2 separate regions of the Callithrix jacchus genome follow, and region 2 is linked to region 1. The links are chromatin contacts, called in public Hi-C maps. All regions are on one chromosome and are shown on one strand. The core of a region is the stretch at or near the end of the contact, and the rest is flanking DNA. Distances in the headings are between cores, read along the strand shown.

What was found. Hi-C and Micro-C count contacts between places; a contact is called where the count stands out from the background.
Region 2: a Hi-C map of skeletal muscle shows a contact between it and region 1, with 4 times the contacts expected there. The contact joins two enhancer-like sites. A contact is called at or near these places in 2 of 3 Hi-C or Micro-C datasets (both in skeletal muscle).

The regions. Positions count from the first base shown.
Region 1 is chr12:83,833,130-83,839,103 of calJac240_pri, forward strand. LOC108587838 (a long non-coding RNA gene) reads left to right here. Exons shown (of 3, transcript XR_001906612.1): 2 at 3,395-3,441; 3 at 5,477-5,920. Among named protein-coding and RNA genes, the nearest start is that of ANKRD1, 140 kb to the left of the region's middle. Within about 2 kb of position 2,197, at least 1 of the 16 cell types and tissues checked has an H3K27ac peak or open chromatin away from gene starts, as enhancers often do. A contact at or near this core is called in skeletal muscle, where this site is marked.
Region 2 is chr12:84,056,240-84,062,225 of calJac240_pri, forward strand. PCGF5 (polycomb group ring finger 5) reads left to right here. Exons shown (of 10, transcript XM_078346006.1): 5 at 4,773-4,828; 6 at 4,937-4,993. The region is part of intron 3 of LOC144578706; the gene reads right to left. Among named protein-coding and RNA genes, the nearest start is that of PCGF5, 80 kb to the left of the region's middle. Within about 2 kb of position 4,247, at least 1 of the 16 cell types and tissues checked has an H3K27ac peak or open chromatin away from gene starts, as enhancers often do. A contact at or near this core is called in skeletal muscle, where this site is marked.

The sequences.
Region 1 (5,974 bases), core at 947-3,446:
TGCCTGTTGTCCCTGCCTTAAGGAGAGCTTAAGGTTCTCCTTAAGCTCATGTCCTCCTTATTGCCTGTGCTCATCAGCACTTTATAAGACCGAGTTTGTAACAAGCCTCCTTCAACCCCACCATCATGGATTGCTCACAAGCATCCTTGGATATATCCAGCGCTGATGAGGCATTGTTCTGGCCCTTCAGGGGCTCCAGGCAATACTGTTCTCTCAAGCCAACTGCCTTATTATCAGGAATGGCAAAAGAGCCTATAGGATATTGGGGTTCATACCTATTTCCTCCTAGGAAAAAACTCTGTGCTTCAATTCCTATCCAAATTCTTGGCTGTAACAGACATCAGCGGAAGCTGATAGTAATTTTTCCTTGTCTGAGAGCAGCAAGGACTCAGGGATATGGAACTCCAGGGCTGTGTCTGTTTTACACGACCCTCTTCCTTGTGTGTCTGACAGATCCAGAGGAGAATGAACCCAGGGGGAATTGATCAGGAACCCACCTCCCTATCCACAGTCAGTCACCCCAGGAGTAGGTAACAATGTTAGCTATTTGCCTACAACTAGCAATCGCCCTTAAAAGCAGTGGGAAACTTAAACTGGGGCACCTGACCTGGGGAGGCCAGGCTCACTGGATTATTTCCACAGAGCTGGAACTAAAAGAAGAGAAGTATCTCCCCTCTGGAGGTAGAAGTCACAGGACATAAGACTTTAGCCCTGTGAGCAGTTCCCTGATGGGTTGAATGCTGGCCCCACTTCAAGGCAGTGATGCCCCTTCTCTTCAGAGAGAAGTAGAGATGAGAAACAGAGACAGAGCCCTGGGGACATTTGAACACTGGGTCAGAGCTGTTCCTTCCCAGCTTTGTTGGCAGTTATATGAGGCACTCCCTTATTCCTCCAATAAATTCTCTTTTTGCCTGAGCTAATTAGCATTGGGTTTCTCTAACTTGCAGGCAAAGTGACACATTGGCAATTTTTTTTGCCCTGACAGCTGGCCTGTCCCATAATTAGATGACCCTTCCTGTGTTTTTTGGCTCAAATCATCCATGTGTCCCTCTTTCCTAAAGGCTGCCTCTGAGTCACAGCCTGGTGCATGAACCACCCAGGTGCTCAAGATTTCTTGAGGACACCACTCCCTTGTGACACTCGGCTCACCTTGGAATTCTTCTCCTCGGCTCTGGGCCACATTCTTACCTTCTCCCTGTGATTAGAATTCTGGATCTTGGCTCAATACCTTTCCATCCTTCTATTACATCCTTTCTCTGTGGCTGTTTGGAATTTCTGGCAGATGATGGTGCAAAATTGGCAGATGTTCCCCTTCTTCCATCCAGGACAGTGAACTTCTATGTCTCCAAGAATTTTAAGCAGTAACCTTTCTTCCTCCTTCCCCTTTTCTCTTTTAGCATTAGACCTGAAGCCATGGACAATTAAAAATTATTTCCCCTTTCAAAAAATCTGAGATAGTCCTGCTTTAAGGCCTTATTTTGAAACATTTGATGTTCATTTCAATAGACATTAAAAGATCTTATTTCTAAAAACTATATATAGAGGCCCTTGACATTCTCAGATTTAATTCTCATCATTTCCCCATGTAGCAGATATATTTTAGGCTGCAGAGCATTTGAATTTCTTTTTGGCCAGGCTTAGTGGGTCATGCCTGTAATTCCAATACATTGAAAGGCTAAGGTGGGAGGATTCTCTGAAGTCAGTAGTTTGAGACAAGCCTGGGCAACATAGCATGACCCTGTATCTACAAAAATAAAAATAAAAATTAATAGCCAGGTGTGGTGATGCATACCTGTAGTCCCAGCTACTTGAGAGGCTGAGACAAGAGGATTGCTCAAGCCCAGGAGTTCCAAGTTGCAGTGAACTATGATCATGCCATGACACTCCAGACTGAGTGAGCGAGATCCCATCTTTAAAAATAAATAAATGTAAAAAAGAATTTCTTTCCTGTGGTGGTAGATAAAAACCACTATCTTGTGTAGAAGGTGAAGAGTGCTAATAGTCACTCTTCCAGTCTTGCTTGCTACTAAAGCCTAAGCACCCAGAGTAGGCTTGGCCCATCAGATGCACGCATCTGGGGCTTAGAATCAGAACCTAATTAGGCAAAGAAGAAGGGATCATGGATTATCCATCTGTTATTGGCAGCAAAAGTGGCAATAACATCCAGTCTGTGGGGCAGTCATGGCCACAGTGCCCACAGTGGTGGACCAGTGGGGTCCAATGTCCACCGGTAGAGGCAGCAGTGTCTGAATGGGAGAACTGTGACACTGATCTTGGCTATGGTCTGGCTGCCCATGCCTACCTGTCACTGTCTAAACCTGGTTCTCCAGCCTCTGCCCAAGGATTCTGTATGTCTCCAGGGTCCTTTCAACGTATCACTTTTTTATTTAAGTTACATTTCAAGAAACGTTGAACAGTACACCCTCATAGGGTTCACTATAGGTAGTTATTTATTTTTTCTTTGTGGTGCAAATTTGAAATATGTAGTCTGGGAGTGGGAGCTCGTCACTTCACTAGTGAGTGATCCTAGCGGATCCTAGGTTCTCCGACTCAGTTTCTCCTTGTGAAATGATGAAAGACGGGTTTCTTTTTGGGGTGTGGGTATGAAGCATAGCTATTCAATTGAAGCTGTAGGAGAGGTACAGAGAATGGGAGACATAGTTCTTACCTAGAAAATAACTTAATAAATGACTTAAGTTCTGTGCATAAAATACTGTCAAAGATGTGATGAGATCATTTCCAGTTGGCTTCTTTCATTTTATGGGGGAAACTGTATTCTGTAGTGATCGTGTGACTCTTTGGTTTATCAACTAAACCATGATGACATTGACGGTGAAAGAGGATGCTATATTAATAGCTCTATTTATTTATTTACTATTCCATTAGAAACATTGAGATAACAGACATAATAATGGTCACCCTAAGGGGTAGAGTGGAGATTGCAGATTCTAGATGGTCTTGGAGTCTCTCAGGTATTGAGATACCTATGGTAGTCCCTGCCCCATAGCACTCTCTCCATGTTCCTCAATCACATTCTAATTATTTCTCTTTTGAACCAGTGCTGGGGACTGACAAGTGCCAGCCTGCCTCCCCCTTGCCCACACTTCCCTATTTGTGCAACTGGCAATCCAGTCTACATTTGCACACATTCCTACAGACATGATTTCCATAGCAACAGTAGGACTCTTTAAAAAAGGCACCTGAGCAATGCTTAAAGATAAATCACCCTCTTTAGGAGTCCTCCACTCTAAGGAATTACAGGCTACCGCCACTTAAAATTTCTTAGCTCCTTTTCACATATAGACATATGTACACTTCTAATCCCAATTCACTATCTTTCACTTTAATTAAATAAAAACATTTTAACCTCTTTTTAAGGCCATAAGATAAAGAGAGATGCTTGTTGGGCAGCAATGAGAAGTGTTTTAATGAACTAAGAAGGTAGGAGGAAAAAAGTCTCATTTTAGGAGTGCCTACTATGCACCAGGCACTTTTACCTGAATTATCTCCTTTGCATAGAAACCAAGGCAGAACAAGGACACCTCTGCAGTGCAGGCTGAGCTCATGCTAAGTTGGCAAATTTTATGTACAACATCCCACTCCCATATCTCATCACCACGGAATCCAGAGGAAAAGAGGGTCTGCATGGGGAAAAGGTGTAGGAGTGGGAGGGGTGGGTAGCAGGATTGTCAGTTGGGGAGATGGAAACACAGGGCTCAGGCTGGAGGTTCTGTTTCCGAATCATTTGTCTCATCAGAGCAGTGGGGAAGGAGGTGGGAAAGAATGGTATTGATTTATTTTCTTATTTGAAGAGAATCATGCCCTGAAAGTAAAGGATATCAAATAATTGAGCCTTACATCCTGGAACCTACCTGTCAGCCTCAGTGAAGTGAAGTCTCTCCTTCTTCTTTTTTTTTTTTTTTTTTCAAGACGGAGTTTCACTCTTATTGCCCAGGCTGGAGTGCAGTGGCTCAATCTTGGCTCACTGCAACCTCCACCTCCTAGGTTCAAGTGATTTGCCTGCTTCAGCCTCCTGAGTAGCTGAGATTACATGCCAAGCTAATTTTTTATTTTTAGTAGAGATGGGGTTTCACCATGTTGATCAGGCTGGTCTTGAACTCCCAACCTCAGCCTCCTGAGTGCTGGGATTAAGGCATGAGCCACTGTCTCCTTTTTTAATTTAAAGACATCTCTACACAATGCTAGGATTTAAAACACACACACACACATTAGTAATTGTTAGCTCCCTACAAGAATCTTTCTATTTTCACGAGACCATTTCAGGCTATTTTATTTATTTGGTTGGTTTTTGTGCTTAGGAGGAGATATGAAAAAGGTTTGTCTCACCTGTACTTGAAAATTCAATTCATTCATTTGTCATTCATTCATTCACTTAAGAAGTATTCTCTAGTCTCCTTTTGGGCCCATTCATGGGGCTCCAGACTGAAACATACACACAGTCATGGGCCTTACTCTCCTAAGCTTGTTATCTAATTCAAATAAAGAAATTAACTAACTAGTTCATTATACAATTATGTGGTTACAAACTGTGATAAGGATAATGAAAAAAGTACATGACAATATTAGAAGTGTAAGGGGTGGCCCTTGTTCCCAAATTGTTCCACCATTAATATCTATCCATTTGAAAAATGCACATCTTAATGTATAAGTCATCTAAGTCATAGCATAAATGAAGTTGATCATATTGTTTTCCTCCAAATTCATGAGGAATTTACCCAACACTGCACACACCTAGACGAAGGGATCCTCATTCCCTATACCTTATATTTGCCCTTGGCTAGGTGTGTGCAGAGTTGGATAAGGTCCTCCCTAGGACAGACCTATTTCCTTGTGCTTTCAGCCTCTCATTCTGCATCCCTCTCCCTCCTTCTCTGGCACCTGGTGCTTTCTTGCTGCAATGAGGGTTTTTGGAACTCCTAACCAGGTTTGCCACCGAACAATGTCTTATATTCCTAGATTATTCCTTTACTCTTCATTGATTCCATAAATCCACTTCCTCAGCACACTGATCTCATGAATGCATGAATTCATGAGGATCTTACCCAACACTGCACACACCTAGACGAAGGGCGAATATAAGGCATAGGGAATGAGGATCTTATCCAACGCTGCACACACCTAGATGAAGGGCGAATATAAGGCATAGGGAATGAGGATCTTACCCAACGCTGCACACACCTAGACGAAGGGTGAATATGAGGGATAGGGAATTAGGATCTTACCCAATGCTGCACATACCTAGACAAAGGGCGAATACAAGGTATAGAGAATGAGGATCCTATCAAACACTGCACACTCCTACACAAAGGGCGAATATAAGGTATAGGGAATGACCTTTAATTCATTTGTCATTAGTACCCAAGCTACTCAAAGCTAATTTTCCATAACTTCATGATTAATAACAGATACAAATGTTTGTCATTTTCTCTGAAACCAAGTGGCATCTTTTTATTAGAGACTTTCCAGATGGCTGTGTTTGATGCTGCCAACTCTACCAGATGGAGAGGGTTCCCTCACCTGTACCGAATCTGTACCTCTCTCCAGTTGTTTCCTGTCAAACTTGGATTCCTGAATGAGATAACACTGGAAATGGCTGAGTTAAATGGACATTTGTTATTTCCAGTTATGACTTAATCCCTGGTTATGATTTATATCTGGTTTTATCCTTAATCCCTTTCTGCTCATTTACCTTAGTGAATCAGGTAGAACCATTTATAAACTCAATATTTCTCTCCCATTTTCCTTTATTTTAGCCAGAGGCCTAAGCCAGAACTGGCTTAGGTATGAGAAGCCAGTCTCTGGGGTTGCTTTTCTCTTTGGTGCTGCATATTCCTCTGGATAAAAACAATTCCCAAAGTGATGGCTCAGCCAATGCTGTTTTGTAGTCTAGAGGCAGAAGTGAAAAGAGAGTTCCCTGGAGCTATCTGTCATCCATTTGCCCTTCCCATTAGAG
Region 2 (5,986 bases), core at 2,997-5,496, 230 kb after region 1:
AACCTGAAGCAGTGTAAATATTTTCCCACTAAAGATAACTTTATTCTTCAATAAATAAAAATTATTAAATGTATTATTAAATATATTTTCATATATAACAAAACATTAAAGTTAGTTTTACATAAAAAGTATAAAGTAACTGATGTTAATGTGCCTACTAAAAATTTAAAATTACATATTTGACTCACATTATATTTCTATTGGACATCACTGATATAGACAGTAGAAGGAAGTTGGAGGAAGATGCCCCTCCATGAGGGGAATCATTCACTCAGCAAATATTTACTGGATGCCTGCTATGTCCAGACACTATTCTAGGTGATTGAGGTCCATTCGCAGACAAAATAGGTAAGGATCTTTGCCCTTGTAGATTTAATATTTTTGTAGTGAGAGACATTTAATAAACCATATAATAAGTAACTTATATGGTATGTTAGAAAGTGAAAATTACAAAGGGAAGAAAGGGAGAAGTGTTGTGGGGTGAAGAGGTTAGGAGTGTCAAGGGAGCAGCAGCAGATTGCAGTTTTAAATGAGATGTTGAGGATTGGCTTCCATGGGAAGGTGAGTTTAAGCAAAGACTTGGAGACTATGAGAGGTTAACCATGGATAGGTCTGGGAAAGCATGCCTATTCCAGGTAAAGGGAGCAGCCAGTGCAAAGTGCCTAAGTCAAGAGTGTATATATACCTCGTTGGACCACCAGCAAGGAGACCTGGGTGTCTGGAGAACAATGAGTGAGAGACAGAATACTGGATAACAAGGGCAGAGAGATCATCAGATTCCAGATCATGAAGGGCCATATAGGCCACTATAAACATTTTATCTTTTACTCTGAATGAAATGGGGAGCCTATGCAGGATTTTGGTTGGAGTATTGATCTGACATGAACATTTTGATGACTATTGAGAACACCGTTGCATATAGCAAGGCAAGGGTAGAAGCAGGGAGAATAGTTAGAAAGTAATTGCAATGACCCTGGTGAGAGGTAGTAGCTGAAGAGGGGACAAGAAATGCTCATATTCTGAATATATTTCTAAAGTAGATTCAGCAAGGTTTGCTGATAGAATGGATATAGGATAAAGAAAAGAGTTGAACATGACTTTAAGATTTCTGACGTGAGCATGACTTTAAGATTTCTGACCTGAGCAACTGGAAGAATGGAGTTGCCATTAACTTCGTTGGGAAGATTCATAATAGAGCACGGAAGGGGTAGATCAGGACTTAAATTGTGGACATGTTGATTTATCATTCATTTCAGAGATCAGAGAAAGTTGTTAAGTGTATATATGGGTCTGGAACTCAAAGGGAGAGGTCTGTGCTAGAGATAAATATTTGGTAGTCTTTAGCATATAGAAGATTTTTCAAGCTGTGAGTCAGGATGTGATCACTTCAGGGAGTAAGTACAGAGAAGAATGAGTAAAGGACCAAGGACTGAGCCCTGGAGAACTCCAGCATTAAGTGTTCAGAGACAGGAGGAGCCAGCAGAAGAAACTGAGAAGGTGCAACCAGTGAGGTAGAGGAAAATCCAGGAGTGTGTAGTGCCCTAGAAGTCAAGTGAATACAGTACGTATGTCAAAGAAGATGGAGTGATCCATCTGTGTCATTTGTTGTTTATGGGTACAAACAAGGTGAAGATTGAGAATTGATGATTAGATTAAGCAACATGGAGGTCATCAACTTTGAAAAGAGCACTTACAAGTGCTCCTCTCAACTCTAAAGGAGCTGTGAGACCAAAAACCTAATTGAATTGTTTTAAGAGAGGAAAGTGGGGAGAGGAATTAGCAACAGTGAGTATAGACAACTCTTTTAAGGAGTTTTGCTACAAATGGGAGCAAAGAAATTGGGGGCGGTGGTGGGTTACTGTCAAGTGCAGCCAAGAAGGTTCTTTATTTTGTTTTGATAAGGGAGAAATAATGCCATATTTGAAGGGAATGATCCGGTAGAAAGTAGAAAGTTAATAATATAAGAGAGTAGGGAATGGAATCTTAACAGCCTAAGAGGAGACACTGGTTTTCAATAGGAGCACTGACAAAAATGTTTGTAGCAACAGGCAGGCAAACTGAGAGTACATAATACTGATGCTATAAGTAGGTATGGTGGCCAGGGCCTATGGAAGTTTGTTTTTCCTTGCTTTGACATGTTTCATTGAGAGGAAAGTGTTTATCAGCCAAAATTAAGGACAGAGAAAGGGATTTGGAGAGTTGGGGAGAGAAAAAAGCATGTTGTCAAGGAGAGTGAGAGAATCAATACACTTGGGAGTGTAGTATGATTCCTGGAAAACTTAAAGGCATATTTGGGTTGTAGTTTAGAATTTGAAGTGGTGTGGTTGTGTTTTTATGCAGCCATGGATACCAGTGCAGAGTTGAAGGAAAGTTGTATTTAATCCAAGTTGTACCAAATAATTTTGAGCAAGTAAGATAGAGACAAGGGTACATGTATGGAGGTGATTTAATGGCTGACAATAGAACAGATTAGTCCTAAGTTAGGTTGAGAGGACAGAAAGGACATCAAAGTGGTAAGTAATGTTTCAAAGGAAACAGAAATAAAACTAAGGTGATTCCTGATCTGTTTGTACATAGTGAGAAGTGCTATTTTTTTATGCACTCCCACTATTAAATAGTCTGGGAGAACTTTACAAGTGACTTCGTCTTGAATAAGATAGCATTGGTTTGGTTGGAGAGTATAAAGCATATTTGAGCCAGGATGTAAAAAACGAGGGAGAAAAAATGAATTGAAAAAGACAGGGAGTTCTTGAAATAATTAAATAAGCCAGTTGGCTAGAAAAGAGAGACAGTGAGTGAATAGTACCAGAAGTTATGTAAATACATGAAGCCAGGTAGTAGGGAAAAATTAGTTCTTGAGAGGTAACTAACACAATCAGATTAGTACTTTAGGAAGATTCATTATGACGATGTCTCTGCTCTGCTCAAAGTAGGATGGTAATTGAAGGAATGGAAGAAATGATGGAGGAATAGATGGGACAGATGTGGTTTGGTGAGTAAATGTGTAAATGAAGGGAAAGAGAGAAGGTAAGATCCTTCTCATATTTTGAGCCAATTTGGGAGAATTATGGTATTACTTAAAAATTTAATTTAAAAATGTGAGACAATGGTGGGGTACTTAGTATTTTATTGGAGAAGGATAGATGAGACAATCTTGACATAGATGAATAAAAGGAGGTACTTGAAATGTTTAGCATCCTTTGGAAATATGGAACTTGAACTCAGCAGAGAGATGTTACATATAGGCAGGTAGATAGATACATGGATGGATCTCTGTCTATATGTTAGTTTTGAAGCCACCAAAGCAGATGAAATCCCCAAGGAAGACAGAACTTTGAAAAGGTCGGAGTGCAGAGTACAAAGCAAGGGAGAATATCAGATTTAAAAGTAGCTGGGAAAAAGAAAAATACTTAGTAACAAAGAAAGAACAGACTTGGAAAATTTAAAAATGAAAACAAAGGAAATTTTCAGGGAGGCAGGCAGTGTCAGACAACACTGTCAAACTGCTGCAGAGAAATATAGAAGAAATATAAACTTAAACAAGAATTTTTAAGTTTAAATTTTAATTCTAAAACTTTTAAACCTATTCAGTATGGAAGTTATGGATGATTTGCAGAGTTCAGTAGAGTAAAAGAAGCAAAACAGAGTAGGGGACAGAAGTAATGTAGGTTTTACTTTCATATTTTTTTCCAGTTAGAAGAAAAGATTGAGAAACAGAATAATAGTTTGAAAATACAATGAGTTAATAAAGGTTTTTGGGTCTTTTTTTAGATATAAGAAACCTCTATGTGTTTGTAGTCTTGTAGAAGAGTAATGCTGTTGAGCAGGATGAAGGAGATGGGGTGGGAAGAGGGTGCTGTGGGGGCAAGAGAATGGGATTAGAGACAAAAAGCCATGAAAAAGATAAATTATATAGCAGGAAAGAAAATAAGAAAAATGTCAAGATAAATATTTGAAGTTTTCATTTCAGAAGGTAGAAAGATAAAGTGGTCTACATTTCTCAGAAGAGTGGAATGGAGATTGTTTCCTTTATGGGAAAGAGCCAGAGCTGTGGTAGAAATTTTGAGAATGGGGGTATCAGCTATTTGCTGCATAACAGCAACTCCTAAACTGATGCTTGAAAAAGCAAGCATTTACTATTCCTCCTGGTTCCCTGGGTTAGCTGGGTGGTTCTTCTGGTCTTGGCTGGGCTCACGCATGCAAATGCAGTTTGCTGTGCATTGGGTAATCTGCTGTGCTGATTTTGGGGGATGGGCTGTTTGTGAACTAGTCTAAAATGGCCTCAGCCGGGCAGCTTGGTCTCTTCTACATGGTCTCTCATCCTCCAGCCTTGTTCTCGTGCTAGCAGGATTCTGTGAAAGAGAGAGAAATAGAAACAAAAGCATGTGATGCCTCTTAAGGCTTAGACTTAGAACCAAGCACAGTCACTTGTGCCACATTCTGCTGACCTCAACAAGTTTTAAGGCCAGCCCATATTTCCAAGGCAGGGAGATAGACTCCGCTCCTTAATCAAGGGAGGAATTTCAAAGTCATGCTCAAGAGTGTGGATGTAGAGAGAGCTGGGGACTGGGACCATTTTTGTAATCAGTCTACTACTGGGGAAGGCTGGAAATAGGTGTGTTCCCTGGACAGAAGAGTGTAGTATAGTAGATGTGCTAAAATTGTATATGTTCTGTATTTTGTAATACATGTAAGATCTACATCTCAGACTATTTACGTGTCAGATTTTGGTGTCTTCATTGTTAGTATATTCTTTCTCTCCCCTTTCCAAGGTTGGACAATACTTTAGAGGAAATTATATTTAAGCTGGTCCCTGGACTCCGAGAACGTAAGTGGCTCTTTGGGTTCTTGCAGACTTTTGTGTTTTATGAAATCAACATTTCCATTAAAGATTTCATGACTTTCTTTTTATACTCTCTTTCATTTAAATTAGAAGAACTTGAGCGTGAATCTGAATTTTGGAAGAAAAATAAGCCTCAAGAAAATGGACAAGGTGACTTTTTCTTATGTCTGTTTCTGAAAGCTTAAATTGGTCAGTTTTTCATAGCTTAGGTGAACTAATAGCTCTCTTCAGGCTCACATTTTTCCTGTACAAAATTTCTGCTCCTTTTATTTACATTATGAACCTTTTTCTCTATAGGAGATTTTTTATAAATGAATGTAAATCTGAAGTCACTTTAGTAGAAGATAATTGAAAATAGAGGAAATTGGACTTTGGGAAGAGAAAAGGGAAAAGATAAAAGAGAAAATTGGCTAGATGTTTATAGTAGTAATTTCTAGGGAGCTAAAGGAAGCTGAAGTGAGAAATAGCCACAGCTTGCAACTAAACAGTGAGGAGTTTTTTGTTTTATTTCTTTTGTACATTTGTCTCTATAGGAGAGGGAACTGAGATGTGGCTGAGACCCAGATCAGGAGATTTTACTATGCTCTAATATTCTGGAATGAAGTTTTTTTAAGTAGAGCTCAGGTGATAAAAACCTATATGTCATGGAAATTTAGAAAGTATTTCTGGATGCTTATGGGAATTTTCCCCATCACCTATGCTGCATGTCCAAATTTCTCCTCTAGGTTCCAAGAGACTCAGCAATTAGTAATTTTTAATAATTGCAGCAAAGGGGCAAACATTACTGAGCAGATAAAAGGCTTTTAGCATTACATATATGTGTGTAAAATTCACACAAAGGGATATATGAAATTATAAGAAAGTAGTACCATTCCCATTTTTTAAAATATGATATTTAATTTGAGATGTCCTAAATATCATTTAAAGTTATTCAGGACTGTGTGTGTGTTCTTATGGGGTCACTTGTGAGTTCAGCCTCCCAATCTTGGTTTTCCCGTAAGATCATAGGATTGCCAATTATACATGATGAAGGTAAATGAGAAAATGCCATCTCTCTCTTTTAATCTGTAAAATGGAGATTATCATTTTATTAGTTCCACTTAACTGTGCAAAGCTGTTTTCTTAGAGAAGGGGAAGTTTGAG